Regions from separate parts of the Sus scrofa genome. Here region 1 is linked to region 2. Evidence: chromatin contacts called from public promoter capture Hi-C data. All regions are on one chromosome and are shown on one strand. Each heading gives the region's core, a stretch centred on a gene start, on an enhancer-like site or on the middle of the called end of the contact. The rest is flanking DNA. Distances are from core to core; before and after follow the strand shown.

Region 1 (5,000 bases), core at 1,728-4,227, 66 kb before region 2:
CTAATCAGAACTGTAGCCATTGGCCTACACCATAGCTCACAGCAATGCCAGATCCTTAACCCAGTGAGCAAGTTCAGGGATCAAACCCGAAACCTCACAGTTCTTAGTCGGATTCATTTCCACTGTGCCACAACAGGAACTCCTAAAATTTTTTAAATTATTTTGGTAATTACGAGTTTAAGATTTCTTTTAAACTGATTTTTAGTAAAGAGAGAGACTCTGAAATCATAAAATTTCATCACTGGGTTAGCAAATGCTAAATTATTTACCTTCTGTGAGTCTGGCCTTCCCTCCTGTCGGCTGGCACAACACTGTTGAACAACCTACACAAAGCACCACTGTCTGAGCATGGCTGAAAACCGTGGTAATTTTGTAGCAACCTAAAAAAAAGGCAGTGTTAAAAATGAAAAGCAGAAGGAAATCCCAGCACCTGTTCAACACATTTCTACTAAAGACCTTGTAGTAGGTTAGGAACTTTAAAAGATTAGGAACTTCAGTGCCGTGCAGTAGCAAGTCATACATGCAGCTTAAACTTTTCTACTAGTAGCTACATTAAAAAGGTTTTGGAGTAGCCAAGATTTTGGAGTTCTGTTGTGGTCAATGGGTTAAGTGTTGGGCATATCACTGCAGCAGCATGGGTTGGGTCTATGGCACAGGTTTGATCCTTGGCCGGGGTACTTCCACATGCTGTGGGTGTGGCCCAAAAAAATTTATCTTTTTTTTTTTTAAGGTAAAAATAATATATTCTATTGAACTCAACACTTCAAAAAGATTATCATTTCAACATGTAAATCAAAGCTTTTTATCCCCATTCTACATCTTCAAAATCTGGTATATATTTTATACGTGAAGATACAGCATGGTGGAGCTTCCTGTTGTTAGCTCAGTGGTAACAAACCCAACTAGGAGCCAAGGACTGGAGTTTGATCCCTGGCCTTGCTCAGTAGGTTAGGGATCTGCTCAGTAGGTCAGGGATCCAGTGTTTTGCTGTGAGCTGTGGTGTAGGCCAAAGATGAGGCTTGAATCCTGCATTGCTGTGGCTGTGGTATGGGCCAGCAACTGCTGCTCTGATTCAACCCCTAGCATGGGAACCTCCATATGACACAGGTGCAGCCTTAAAAAAAAATTTTTTTTTTAAAATACAGCATGATAGTGGCTATAGTTAATAATACTGTATTGAATGTATTGAATATGTGAAAATTGCTAAGAGTATATCTTAAAAGTTCTTATAAGAAAAAAATTTTTATAATCATGGTGACAGATATTAACTAAACATTGTGATGATCATTTCCCAATACATACGAATAAAGAATCATGAAGTGTTTACACCTGAATAATGGCCATGCTGTTGAGCCCCACAGCTTTATACTGAAGAATCAATATACTTGTCACTGCATATTGAAAAAGAAAACTCATCATCTGAACAGCTTAAAGATTTAATAAGTTAAACATCATGTCCGCTTTGGAGTCCCATGTTCTGACACCCCTCCCCCAAATGTTTCCACAGTGGTTTATTATGGAAATAACCCTTATGACACTCCAATTATTTAATCCCACTTCTATGCAACCCAGGGTCCTATATCTAAACACTACACAACACACTAAATAATCCTTACAGAAATTTTCCTTTAAAAAGTATTAAGGTTTGAAATTTTACCTGGACATTTTACATCCATAAAGTAAGAATTTGGACTCTGAACCAGACGTTTCTTTTTATGTTTTTTCTTCTCCTCTTCCAAGGAAGGATGCAGTAAATCTCTAGCCAACTGAATAAAAAAGCATATTATTACTACTAGAATGAAACCACAACTCTGGCAGATTTAATCATGGGCGAGATATACATGCAAAAATAGAATAACAGTCATACTCAGAAGAGGCGCGCGCTCTCTCTCTCTACATATATATATATATATATATATATAAAATTGTTTAAAGGCTGTTAACTTTCACTAATACTTTTTATAATGCTTGTGTTCTCCAAGTCCCATAAAGGGGCTTTACGACGATCGGGAAACATATGGTAAGGTCAGAGCCGTTCTTCTTCACTTTAACAACAGTCTCCAGTGAAAATAAAACTCGGGTGTTAAGTAAGAACGTGATCCCTGAACCCGCCGAGAGTAGAAATCGCCGAGGTAGATCCGATAGTGCCAACATCGAGATGATTTCTGCCCCCAGGGTTCAACATCTGATCTGACAAGAACTCTTAAGTGCCTGACGCATGACTGTCCTAGATAGAGTTAATGTGTATGGCAACAGCGAAGACAGTTTTTAAAAAGGAAACAAGTAGGAAATTTCTACGGAAAAGGCAGAGGAGGCAAGAACCACGAAGCGAAAGGAGAGCAAGAAGCCTCGCGGGTGCGCACCGGAACCCAAGAGAGCAGAGTTAAGTTACTCGGGAGCTGTCCCCTCCCAGCCACCGACTCCAGACCGTGCGCTCCACGCCCAAGCAGGGCCCGACACGCCGCGCCGCCCGGACAAGTCCCAACAAGTCCGCCACGCGCGAAAAGAGCCGCTTGATCGGCGCTGCCGAGCCGCGATCGGCAGGGAACCCCGGGGGCCCGCGGAGACATCGAGCTAGCCCACCCCAGGGACCCCTCGGCCGATGGAGACGGCCAAAACCAAAGCGAAGCCTGAAAGTAAACAACTCACAGGCATGTTGATCCTTTTGCAAAGCACAGCCCTTCCAGACAGCTATGCTATACCCTCGGCGAGCCGCACGCGACCTGGAGCGCGGCGTCAACTTCCGGGATAGAGGAGGCTGGGAGGAGCGGCGGGCGCGTCCACTCTAGGCTCTCCTCTCGGTGGTGGGAGCGGGCTCCGGCCGCGATCCCCGCGACCCGTCTAGGGGAGGTGCGGAGGGGCACGCCCATCCGAGCTCCCAAAGCCCGAGATCCTAGCGCGTCCCTAGGCTAGGGCCGCGGCCCTCAAAGCTTCACACCGGGCCGGTGGTGCCAGGGGCCAGGCTCAACTGGTGTATGGCGGGTAGGGAGCCACGTTGGGCCTCTGGAGCGCAGGCAACCACTGCAGAGCGGACCTGGCTGGGCACGCTGAGTGGCTGGTCCGAGAACCCCACGCCAAGCCCTCCACTCTCCTGCCGCTCTGCGGGCGGGCACGTGGGAGATGCCTATGTTCTGTTCGTGTGTGTATTAAAAACTGTGATTAATTAAAACCATTAAAATGTGCCAGTGAGATTATAAAAGACTCGTATACTTGCTCATCTGGCTTCCAAGGTACCGGTTGTTAAATTCTTTGCGGGATGCTGCTGTGCCTTGGGTTTGCCTGGCCCTGAAAACGGTTTTAACGAGCACCGATTCGCTGCCGGGCTTTGTTCTCCTTTCTATACTGGGGATCACACTTTGCAGAGCGAACAGCTCAGGCTGAAAAAACGGTTGAGTGTCACCGATAGCCAGACTTGAAATGTTTTTGCTGAGGAGGACAGTCCTGTGGATTGGGTGTGAGCGAGTCTGATCAAAAGCTTAGAAAACAGGGAGGCGCTTGACCAGAAAAGTGTCCAAAATAGACATTCTCGATCAGCTTTTATTTCTCTTCGAAAAAATAATCCATGTGTAATACACATTTAGGAAAGTGAAGAAAAAGAGAAGAAATTTAAACTCACCGTTGAGAAGTAAACATTTTAATATTTTGACCTATAGCCTTCCAAACATTTTTTTAGTCAGTTGCATATATGTTTGGGGTTTGGTTTTACGTAATTCATATCTCTTGCGCATATTCTTTTATAGACTTGCCCCCCATTACTGTATAATGAACATCACTCCGGCACTCTATATTATCCTACATTATGACTTCTAATGGGCACATAGCATTCATCCTGTGAATAATCCTCTTTTCATCCATACGCTAAATTGGACACTAGGGCTGGGGTTTTTTTTATACTATTGAAAATATTAGTTAATATATTTTCAGACAGATAAGTACATGGATTAATACAATTGCATATGCAGAATCATAGCCTCCAAAGATAATGTTTTCATCCCTAGAATGTGTGGTTATATGGCAAGTGTAATTAAGATTGCTTGGAGTTCCCATTGTGGCTCAGTGATTAACGAATCTGACTAGGAACCATGAGGTTGCAGGTTTGATCCCTGGCCTTGCTCAGTGGGTTAAGGATCTGGCGTTGTGGTGAGCTGCAGTGTAGGTTGCAGATGCGGCTCTGATCCCTCCTTGCTGTGGCTAAAGCTCCGATTAGACTCCTAACCTGGGAACCTCCATGTGCCGTGGGAGCGGCCCAAGAAATGGCAAAAAGACAATAAAATAAAAAAGCCACTAACTTTATGGCAATTTGTTATAGTGAAAATAGAAAACGAATACAATAATGAAGATCCCTCAACCCACCAACCAGCTCTGTCAAATCTTAACACATAGTACTCCATTTGCCAATTTTTCACTATTGAAATAGCACTCTAAGAAGCATTTTTGTGGCTGAGTCTTGTCCATCTTGATTATTTCCTTAGGATAAATTCCTAAAGGAGGAACTACTGAATCAAAAGTTCAGCACATTTTAAGGTTTATAATATAAACTGCCAAATTACTTTTACTCTCCAGAAAGTCAAACCAATTTACGATCCAGATATAAATGCTTGAGAATGCCCCTTTCTTTGCATCCTTGACATTATTGGATATTATGTTTTTTCCCTATCTCAGTCAATCCAAAAGAAAGAAATGGTATTTTTATCAGAATACCATGTATTATGGAATAGTAAATGAAATTTTGCTGTTAAGTCATCCATGAAAATTGAGAGCAGTTTTTTGCAAATGTCTGGATTTGTCATTATTTTCCCCTAAATGGAGGGACTATGTTGTGTTGTCAGCTCACTTGTGTGCCAAATGAAGACATTTTAGAGGTGTGTGCACATTCTCTTCTTTGCAAACTTACCTTACACTATCATCACCAATTGAAAAAAAAAACAAAAAAACCTGAAACAAACAGGTATGAAAGACTACTCTCAGGCTTTTCTTAACATCAAAAACATTTAATTTTT
Region 2 (4,457 bases), core at 1,075-3,574:
AAAATGTCTTCTAAATAAATTTCTCCATTTTCCATTTATCCCTGTCTCTTGTATCTGCTCTCAAGAACAAAGCAAAAGTGGCCTCCTTCTCTAGAACCACCAACTTTGTATAATATAGAAATTTCCAGGGCTTCAAAATTCAAATTGGTCATTTCTTTCAAGGCATTACAGTGTGGGAGGTACAGTGTCTGTTTAGTGTAGTCATCCGAGAGCTTAATTTCAGTTTGGAGAAGAATGCTGCAGTGGTGTTGAATTCCTTGGAAGTGGGTGGGCTCAGTTTCTAACACTTTCCAAGGCTTGTGCGTTTGACAGAGGATGTGACCAGGGTGGGGAATCTTCTGCCTCCAATTTCAGCAACAGTTCATTTCTCTTTTTTGATGTAACCATCGAGATTGAGTTTCTGCTTTTGAGAGGTCACGTTTCCATTTTCTTAACTTTTGACTTAAAAACTGCATATAATCATTTTTTTCCCTAAAGAAAAAAAAATGTTTTCTATGGTATACATATATAGTATTTATTTTTCTTGTTTACTAAGATCTTGAAAATTGAAGAGGATCTCTAGAGCTCTCATGTCCTCATACCTTCTACTGCATAGACTCAGGTGTCTGCAGTCTCTGCAGGATTCTGAGCTGCTTCCCCATGCTGAACGGGGCAGACACCTGCTGTTCCTGTTTATGACCAAATATACCATGTTGGTCCCAAACCACCAGCTGGGGCGTAGGTACTCTGGAAGTTGGAGCCTTCTATGGCACAGCCTCAGAAGCAGGCATCAAACAACCCACTTTATCATCCCAGTGTTTCCAAATAAAGCAGTGGAAAGAGCACTGAGTTTGGAGCCTCCTTGATGTTACAGAACAGTCTATCAGCTGGTCATATTTTAATTTTTTATGAGCACTTCTAGTTATCTCAAACATAGTTTCTTTCTCACTGTAAACTCAGAATTGGAAAATGTCCCTAGAGTTAGATAGAGAAAAGTTGTATAAAGCAGTTCATCACATGTTAGAAGAAATTCTGTGCATTTAAAAGGTATCCTCCAGGAGTTCCCTGGTGGCCTAGCAGGTTAAGGATCTGGCATTGTCACTGCCGTGGCTTGGGTCACTGCTATGGTGTGGGTTTGATCTCTGGCTCCAGAACTTCCTTCTGCATGCTGCAGGCATGGCCAAAAGAAAAAAAATGTCCTCCAAATTGCCAAGAAATGCATTTGACCACTGATGATACTCCAAGTATCCCAAATTTTTTTGGTTCTTCCTGCCCTTCCCGTGGAACCATAAGCATGTTCCCAGGACCCTTCCTCTCTCATACCCATACCTCTTCCACTCTCTGATTGAGACTTCTGCCTTCCTCCTTATGGACCTCAGTTTTCTCTTGTGTAAGATGGCAATAACAGCTCCCATGCAAGCTTGTTATGAGAGTAGTGATAAGGTATAGTAAGTACCTAGCACAGTGCCTGGCCCTAAGTGGGCTCTTGAGAAATAAGAGCTATTTTTATTAACGATAGCCTATTCCGTTATAGCTGTCAGCATCATTATCTGTTGAAGGAAGAGGGGTCTCAGGAGAGGATCTTGAGGGATATTATTTAATAATGATTCCATTATGCAAGGTTATCTACTCTGATGCTCATTTTGTTTGGCTACATTTTGTTCTTTGATGCGATCTGTGCTATAGCCATTCTGGATTGATTTAAACTGGAGTCCTTGATTTTGCAGGCAATTATTCCCTCATTTTAAAAGGTATAGTTTATTTCAGTCTTTTGAAATAAGGTAAATTACCAAGCCCTGTTGAACTCTTCTGCCCTTTTGGGATGGGACTTTTTATCTTTTGCTTCTTGGCCTTAGGCCAGTGAATCAAAGCATCTCCGGTGATTAAGGAAGCAAAACCTCTGGCAGTGTCTTGCTCAAAAAATTGGGCATGTTACCTAGACGTATGTCCATTATTGGAATTCTCCTTTGTCTTCTTTAAGTCTTGGCCTCTCTGTTCCTTTCTGTTACTTTACCCATAACACAGAAATACATACATATGTTTTTTTTTGGCCATGCCCGTGACACGTGGAAGTTCCCAGGCCAGGGATCAAACCTGTGCAACAGCAGCAACCGAGTCACTGCCTTGTTAATGCCAGATTCTTAACTTGCTGGGCCACACAGAAATTCCTAGTGGCTTCTTAAATTTAACAAATATTTTTATGCTTAACTACATGCATGGCCCTGGAGCTGTGTCTTTTTTTTTTTTCCTCTTCTCATTAAAAAGTGAAGCTGGAGTGGCCTTATCAGCAATGGATTTTTTTTTTTAAAGAAAGAAATAGCATGTGACCTTTGGTTGACTTCCAGAATGTTCTTTAGGCCAGTGTTTTTCAGTGTGGGTTGCAACCCATTATTGGGTCATGGAGTCCATTTAGTGTGTCCAGACCCACTTTTTTTTTTTTTTTTTTAATGGAGGGGAAGAGAATAGACCAGAACATAAGAATAGAAAAGAAAGTACAGGGTCCATTGCATACAAGAATAACCAGGGGTAAGGGTCAAGTGCCACTTTATGAAACTTTTGTTTCAGTTATATAAGTATGTGTAGGTATGTATGTACTCTGATATAAACGTATTTCTAAACTGCAGGTCAGAACAGCTAGAAAGCCACTAACTGCTGTGACTGCATTTGCCACTGAAGACTTTTAAAAAAGTTTTCGAAGCCAGTTCTATGGAGGCTCTATTTAATTGGATAAATGCTTTTTTTTTTTTTAAACTAATGCCTTTATTTTTATTTATTTATTTATTTTTTGGTCTTTTTGCCATTTGGGCCGCTCCCGTGGCATATGGAGGTTCCCAGGCTAGGGGTCAAATCGGAGCTGTAGCCACCAGCCTACGCCAGAGCCACAGCAACGCGGGATCCAAGCCGCGTCTGCGACCTACACCACAGCTCACGGCAACGCTGGATCGTTAACCCACTGAGCAAGGGCAGGGATCGAACCCGCAACCTCATGGTTCCTAGTCGGATTCATTAACCACTTTGCCACGACGGGAACTCCTCCTTTTTCTTTTTTTTTTTTTGGTGAAAGAAAACTGGGCCTTTTAACTGTCAAGCATTTATTGATGGTGGGCTTCCACTGCTGGTTTGACTTGCTGTGTTTCTCTTAGGCCCTTTTGAATACTAAGTGCATTGTCTCTCTCCTTTTTTGGGTTTTCTGCTTTCTGTCTCTCTGAGTGAACTCTGGAGGCCATTCTAGTTGTTGGCGCAGGGGCAGAAGTTCCCACACAGCAGCAACATCTGCAACATCTGGTTTTGTGGTTGTTGCCAAAGTTTTAAGAAAATTATGGTTTCTGAAGAAAGTAAAACTCCCTAAGCAACATGAAATGTCCAGTTCTCACTGCCGCCCCCTCCCACCAGGTGGTCTATTGGCCCTTGTAATATAGCAGATTGGTATTTATCTAATTGTGTGTAGACTTTTAAGAATCACCTAGACGCCCAAGCCTATCTAAATTAACAGGTGGGAATTCCCGTCGTGGCGCAGTGGTTAACGAATCCAACTAGGAACCATGAGGTTTCGGGTTCAGTCCCTGCGCTTGCTCGGTGGGTTAATGATCCGGTGTTGCCGTGAGCTGTGGTGTAGGTTGCAGACGCGGCTCGGATCCCGCGTTGCTGTGGCTCTGGCGCAGGCCGGAGACTACAGCTCTGATTCGACCCCTAGCCTGGGAACCTCCATATGCCGCGGGAGCGGCCCAAGAAATAGCAAAAAAGACAAAAAAATAAATAAATTAATTAATTAACAGGTGATTTTTAAAGACTGCAATTGAGACAATGGTTACAGAACCTTTCATTCAATTCCATTTCTCTGGAAGAGACTGCCTTGCTCTTTTCTTTCTTCCTTCCTTTCTTTTCTCCTAAAGTTATCCAAATATGTAACTTAATTTGTTAGTCATTAAGCAGCATTCCAGTAGGATTAGTTTGGAGATATGCAAACCTGATTGTATTCAGAAGTGATTAATCAATGTCAAAAGGCATTTATTGAGTGCCCGTGATGTGCTTGGCAAACAGGAGGGAAGGTTACGAAAAGAATAGCTTGTGAAAGACTAAGCTTAACTTTCACTCAACCCTTTAACCATGTATTGAGCACCTGCTCAGTTGGCTGCATAATGTGCCAGCTTTTTTGCCTAAATCTAAACAGGAAGGCAAAACTTATATGAAACAATAAGAATAATTAAATGCCACCACTAATGATACTTAACTTTATTCTGAATTTGGTAGGAATTTAGGGTAGATAGTGAGCAGATTGGCTGAGATATCTAGTGGACAGAGGAGGTGAAGTTACTAAGTCACTGTCAGGATTCCAGTGGGATGGAGGGAGAAAGTTCTAGACAGTGGAGGAATCCTGGAGAATGCTTAGAGAAGGGGGAATATCAGGGTGGAGCATGAAGGAGGCATTTCTGAGGGTGTGTGCTAAGACATTGTGAACCATAGGGTTGGATACGTTG

The links. Promoter capture Hi-C pulls out the DNA fragments that hold promoters and counts their contacts.
Region 1: a promoter capture Hi-C map of liver shows a contact between it and region 2, with 2.6 times the contacts expected there. The contact joins the promoter of RPS27L here to the enhancer-like site in region 2. A contact is called at or near these places in 1 of 5 promoter capture datasets (liver), 3 of 47 Hi-C or Micro-C datasets (adipocytes, blood and liver) and 2 of 2 datasets of contacts at active chromatin or transcription factors (alveolar macrophages and skeletal muscle).

Annotation. Positions count from the first base shown.
Region 1 is chr1:108,879,307-108,884,306 of Sscrofa11.1, reverse strand. It overlaps RPS27L (40S ribosomal protein S27-like), which reads right to left and starts at 2,977. Exons shown (of 4, transcript XM_003480338.3): 1 at 2,650-2,977; 2 at 1,658-1,766; 3 at 270-380. The coding sequence starts at 2,655.
Region 2 is chr1:108,813,063-108,817,519 of Sscrofa11.1, reverse strand. All of the region lies in intron 1 of RAB8B (ras-related protein Rab-8B), which reads left to right. Among named protein-coding and RNA genes, the nearest start is that of RAB8B, 25 kb to the left of the region's middle. Within about 2 kb of position 2,324, at least 5 of the 83 cell types and tissues checked have an H3K27ac peak or open chromatin away from gene starts, as enhancers often do. A contact at or near this core is called in liver, where this site is marked.